Linked DNA regions of Delphinus delphis: region 1 is linked to region 2. Evidence: chromatin contacts called from public Hi-C data. All regions are on one chromosome and are shown on one strand. The core of a region is the stretch at or near the end of the contact, and the rest is flanking DNA. Distances in the headings are between cores, read along the strand shown.

What was found. A called contact is a pair of places that touch in the nucleus more often than the background predicts.
Region 1: a Hi-C map of lung shows a contact between it and region 2, with 7 times the contacts expected there. The contact joins the promoter of INCENP here to the promoter of TMEM258 in region 2. A contact is called at or near these places in 3 of 3 Hi-C or Micro-C datasets (lung and muscle).

Annotation. Positions count from the first base shown.
Region 1 is chr8:101,131,468-101,134,350 of mDelDel1.2, reverse strand. It overlaps INCENP (inner centromere protein), which reads right to left and starts at 1,329. Exons shown (of 19, transcript XM_060019024.1): 1 at 1,211-1,329.
Region 2 is chr8:100,877,153-100,880,058 of mDelDel1.2, reverse strand. It overlaps TMEM258 (transmembrane protein 258), which reads left to right and starts at 1,435. Exons shown (of 4, transcript XM_060019015.1): 1 at 1,435-1,504. The coding sequence starts at 1,502. It overlaps FEN1 (flap structure-specific endonuclease 1), which reads right to left and starts at 1,443. Exons shown (of 2, transcript XM_060019014.1): 1 at 1,403-1,443; 2 at 1-350. The coding sequence starts at 332.

The DNA.
Region 1 (2,883 bases), core at 80-2,579, 250 kb before region 2:
GGCTAAGGGCAGGAACACAGTTTGAGGCTAGGAAAGAGAAAAATGTTAAAGGAAGACAAAACACTTTGTTGCTATGGAAATCAACAACTTGCTCTTTTTTTTTTAAAAGTATTTGTTCAAAATGGCAAAGTGGGCGAAAGCTTCTTTCACAAAGTGCAAAAAGGTGTTTGGGCTTCTTCCACGAGGAAGTTTGTTTTCAGCAGCCTCAGCCTGGGTATTTAAAAAGGGTCATTGTCATTAGATCAGAGGTGACCCTGTGAAAGGAGGGATCAGTGTAAGAATGAGGGTCCTGGGAAAAGCAGCAAAAATCTCTTCAGCCCCTGCAAGAACCTGGGCACAAACCCAGAGCACCCTACATCCCACCAAGGGCGAAGGGTGCTTGTTCATTTTCGTCTCCCAATACTTCTCTCACATCATACACCAGACGAGGGCCCCACGGCCCTCCTTCACAATACCTGTTCTTTTGAGGGTGCAGGAAGTCGGGCACCTAACTGTGACCTCGCCTCAGCAAAGAAGGGTCACAACAGTTGCTTTCTTTAAAGAGTCCTACTCCGTGCTTGGACGGAGCATCATCTCATTTAATTCTCACCACAACCTCAAGGAGACCCTCGTGCAGATGAGCAAATCGAGGCAAAGAGAAGTTAAGTCAAGGGCAAGGCCTGGATGTAAATTGTGCTCTTAACCACAAGCTTTGCCGCCTATTCCATTTCAACCTCGGGAAGGCAGGGGCCAAGTTCTGGCTCTGGGCGCCCCAGAGAAGGCCACTGTCAGTGAACGTGCTTGGGAAATGACAAGATCAGGGGTAGCAGTGGACTCCAGAAATGGTCACTTTAAAATGTTGCTCAGCCGATGGGGGAGGTGTTGAGCGAGAGTTAACTGTACAGAAATGCCATCTGGCATAATTCCGTCACACAACCCGGTCGGTGTGCGCTTCCTGCGCGTCCAAATCAACAAAGGGCCTCCTGGGCACAAAAGAAGGTGCTAGGCACCGGGAGGGGGAAGGGACGGGGTTATTCTCTAGGATGGAGGGTGGGGGTCATCTCTGGCCCCAGGACCAAGGCAGGTCACCTCGTCACTTGGAAGAGGTGATCCATCCACTGCCAGGCCGCAACGGGGGGTAGAGGGTCACGCCCCCGGTCCGGGGCTGGAGGAAGGGGTAACAAATCGCTAACTACCCCCCCACCCCCGCCGGTCGCCCGCGCGCACTCACTCGACTGCACCGCGTCTCCTAAGTGCTGCTCCGATCCAAGTCCGACGACCTTCCCAGCACAAATCTCAGCCCGCCCAAGTCCCACCGCTCCCGGCCTCCAAAGCTCGCGGCTGCAAGGAAGCAACCGGGCGGTGCAGCGCGGGCCAAACCTACGATTTTCAAAACTGAAGGCTCGACCAATCCCCGGCAAGTTTGTCTGTGCGGCTGCAGAAACCTAAGCCAATCAAGTAAAAGGAAGCACCAGTCCGGCCATCTATTGGCTACTTGGATTGGCAATCTGCGGGACTAAGAGGCGGGGAAAGGAAGCTTTGAAACTTTAACCCGAACAGCTTCCGGGAACGGCGGCGCGCGGCCTAGAGAGTGAGTCGCCCGCGGTGGGGGTTGCGCGCGCAGGACCTCGCACGCCGGAACTACACGTCCCAGCGTGCACTGCGAGTGCCCTAGGGGACGTGGGAAGTGCGTGGGGCCTTAAGTCGCGGACCTGGAGGTTGTGCTCTTTCTGGGAGTCTTATGCTTTGCCATTGCCATTACTTCACCCAATTTGTCCTCTATACGAGACTCTGCCACTTTTGAGAAATAATACTTGCTATAGACTTGATAATGTTTCTTAATGATTTCAACTTAAAATTACAAACTGAAAGAGCACTTACATGCAAAATTTATGATACAGTGAAATCATTTCGATGACAATTAACAATGTTTGAGTCACAGGTAAAGCCAAGTTGCTTACATGCTTCCCACGCTGTCAAATGTTAAAACAAGAATCCAGATCTCTGTTCCCACACAAATTTGCAGGAGGTATATTTTCCAAGCTCAAACTGCAGTTCCAGCATAGTTTTTCAGACTTTGATGCAAATGCAAAGGAAATTTCCATTATTTCAAAATTCATTTAACTGTGCGATCCAGGAGTTTCCACCTAATCTCCAGTTGGGAGTGATTAATCTGCAATGTGATGACCTGCTAAAAGACAAATATCAAGAGAAGAATATAACAGATTCTACAAATGTCTTCCTGCTGATGAATATGATTGATTGAAAGCATCTGCTCAGGGGCGGATATCAGCATCTGGCAGTACGTATCTGTGTGAAAAGACATTTCGAAAAGGAAGTGGGTAAAAATCTCACTGTAGATCTGCATTAACAGATGAACATCGCAATCGAGTTTTAATGATAGGGAACACTAACTGAGCCACAGTTAAGAAAATATTATCCTCCACGCCTCACCCTTATCCCCAAAATAGAATTCTATTGTTATTAGTAGGCATATACCTTTAAAAATTATATTCAATTATTATTACTATATTTTGAATTACATCAATTTTTATAACTGTAGATATTTTTTTCCTCTCTTGTTAGGTAAGTACCTACGTAATATCCGAGATTTTGCCTCTTGGCCCACAAAAGCTGAAAGTATTTACTGTCTAGACTTTATAGAAGTTTGCTTATCCCTACGCAAGGACAACATTTCTGGAACTAAACACGGGTATCCCCTTAGGAACGTGCAACTCAGTCCAGGGGACACGTGACCGCAGCTCCTAGCCACGTAATGATACTTTGCCCACCGGGCAGCTGCCAACGAGAGGCTGCTGGACTGCAGTTAAAGCCCAGCGGGGCAGACAGCGCACGCGCAGCCGAGTCTCCCGCAGGCACGTCAGCGCAGGCGCAGGTGGTGAG
Region 2 (2,906 bases), core at 186-2,685:
AGCTGCTTCTCCGCCTCAGCCCGCCGCTCGCTGCGTTTGGCCAGCTCCCCTGACTTCAGCTGTGGCGGCTTGCCGTCAAAAACGTACACGGGCTTGATGCCGTTCTCCATCATTCGGATGGTGCGATAGAACATGCCCATCAGGTGGCTGGTGGTCTCACCCTCCTCATTCTGCAGCACATCCCCCCCTTGGCGAACAGCTATTAGGAACTGATAAATGCTCATGGAGGCATCGATAGCCACCTTGCGGCCAAAGTAGCTCTTGATGTCATTCTCCCGGATGGCACTGGGGGCCACGTCGGCAATCAGTTTGGCCAGTCCTTGAATTCCCATAGCAATACAGAGGGACAGCTAAAAGAGAAAGGCAGGTAAGACAAGGAGGAACTTAAAGGATGCAAAAGGAGGAAGGGTCACCAGGGGTGCTGTCTCACCCACTTCACGGCCTCGGCTAAACGTATCTAGCGCAACAAAACGACACCAAGTCAGCACCTCGGAAGATGAAAAGAACAAGACAGGCTCCCATCGTCAGGAAACGTACAGTCTAGTAAGGAAGTCCTCTCAATTCATACTAAGGCCTCCTGAGAGTTAACTAACAGACAAAAACCCCGACAAAGATTAAGTGCTCCGTAAACGTTTTCCCTGCAGAACCCACTCGATCCTTTGGCTCGTGCCTCAAGCTGCCTGCTTTGCTAGAACGTGTACCGAGGGGACAATGCCTCGTTAGCCGGGGCATCCTCCCCCTGCGTCCGACAAACGCAGGCAGGAAAGGGATGTGAACGAGTGTAGCTCAAAACAATGTCTCCCCTCCAGGAGCTTAGTCACAATACACAACGACCTCATGAGCTGGGAATTATCTTCTTTCTACAAATGATGAAAGAGGCTCGGAAGTTAAGCGACCGGCCCCGGGCTCAGAGCGGGAAAAGTGGCGGGCCCGCCTGACCGCGAATCCCGCGCTCGCTCCGCCCCGCCCCCGGCAGCCGCCGGCCTTCCCCAGCACCCGGGGCAAAACGGCCCGCCGCTCTCGGAGACGCTTCCGGAAGGGCTCACCTGGCCTCTGGAGCGCTCCGGCGTGGCCCAGGACAGATCTCAGCCCAACTCGGTCCTCAGCCCCGCCGCCTCCTCCGCACTAGCCGCTGATACACTCTAGCTCCGCCGCCTTCCAAAGCCCGCGCTCCCGTCACGTGACCTGCTGCGGCGCACAGCCTCCTGGGAAGTGTAGTACATGCCCCGGCCCTCTCGGCCAGCTTCTCTCACGACAAACAGTCCCGCCAGGGTGAACGGACTCGCTCAGCGAGCCGACCCTACCCTTCTCTACCGCTTGCCCCCACTCCACCCCGGTCGCCCCGCAGGCCTCAGATCCCGCCACACCCGAAACCACACGACTACAAATCCCACAATGCCACCTGTGCAGCTGCACTTCCTCTTCCGGCTGAACAGCGCGCCTGCTCCTGCCGACGTGTTCTTCCGGTGGCTGAGCGGCGGATTACCCTGTGTCCGGCAAAATGGTGAGAGGGTTGAGGGGAGTTCCGGATGGGACTTCGGGGACCCCTCGGGGCCCGTCCCGCGCCCTGTTTTTTCTCGCAGAAGCCTCAGATGTCCAAGGTCCAGAGGGCTGGAGGCTCCTGGATCCTTCGGCTTGGGCTGAGGGGCGGGGAAGGGAAGCCCCTTGCCGTGGACTCCTTAGGCTGAGGTTTTGATGGCATGGGCTTCTGATCTAACGATTTATAAGGATGAGGAGCATGGGGAGCATTTCTAATACCTTCGAGCTTTTATCTCTGTTACTTGTGATCAATCTGTTACCCCTGTCTGGAAAGTTTTTCCCGCCTGCCGAACTCGTACTCATACTACACGGTCCCGGGCAAAAGTCACCTTCTTGATGAAGTACTAACAACTGTCTCGGGCACTTGTCCTCTTTCTCCTGGGAGCCCCGCAACCTATGTACAGACCTCTTGCCACGTGTCATGGACTTCTTTGTTATTTGCCACGCCTCCTAGTGACCACCATCTGACGTGCCTCTGGCCCTGGGATGATGTCTATTCATCTTTGTATTTCCAGTGCCAAACACTGGGGCCGGCAATTGGAGGCTCAATCAATGGCAGCGATTGTCTTTATCATTTTTAGGGGGGCATAAATGTTTACTGAATTGAATTCCAGTGTCTCTGAGAACAATGAGGTCAATTTACTTCTCTAGAGTTGTTGTGTTCTGGATTTTAGAAGCGTTGGCTGGTGGGTGACAATGGAAGTTAACATTTGTACAGAACTTTACGTTTACAGCCCTCTTTCACAAGCATTATCTCATAATCTTCCCTATAACCTTGGGAGGGAAACAAACACCTATTGAGCAACTACTCTATGCCAGGCAGTGAGTTAGACGCTATTGCGTTTGTCGCCTTTCTTAAATCATACGTCAGCCTCGTGAGAGAGTTATTATTATAATCACTTTACTGAGGCTCATGTTATTCAGTAGAGCCAGAATTTTATTTATTTTTTATTTTTAAAAAATATTTTTTACTTGTTTACTTACTTATAATTTATTTTATTTTTGGCTGCCTTGGGTCTTCATTGCTGCGCTTGGGCTTTCTCTAGTTGCAGCAAGTGGGGGCTACTCCTTGTTGCAAGGCCTGGGCTTCTCATTGCGGTGGCTTCTCTTGTTGCAGAGCCTGGGCTCTAGGCACGCAGGTTTCAGTAGTTGTGGCATGTGGGCTCAGTAGTTGTGGCTCGCGGGCTCTAGAGCGCAGGCTCAGTAGTTGTGGTGCACGGGCTTAGTTGCTCCACGGCACGTGGGGTCTTCCCGGACCAGGGCTCGAACCCGTGTCCCTTGCATTGGCAGGCGGATTCTTAACCACTGCACCACCAGTGAAGCCCCAGAATTTTAAGTTATGTCTTTTGCCTGTAGGTCCTGAGATT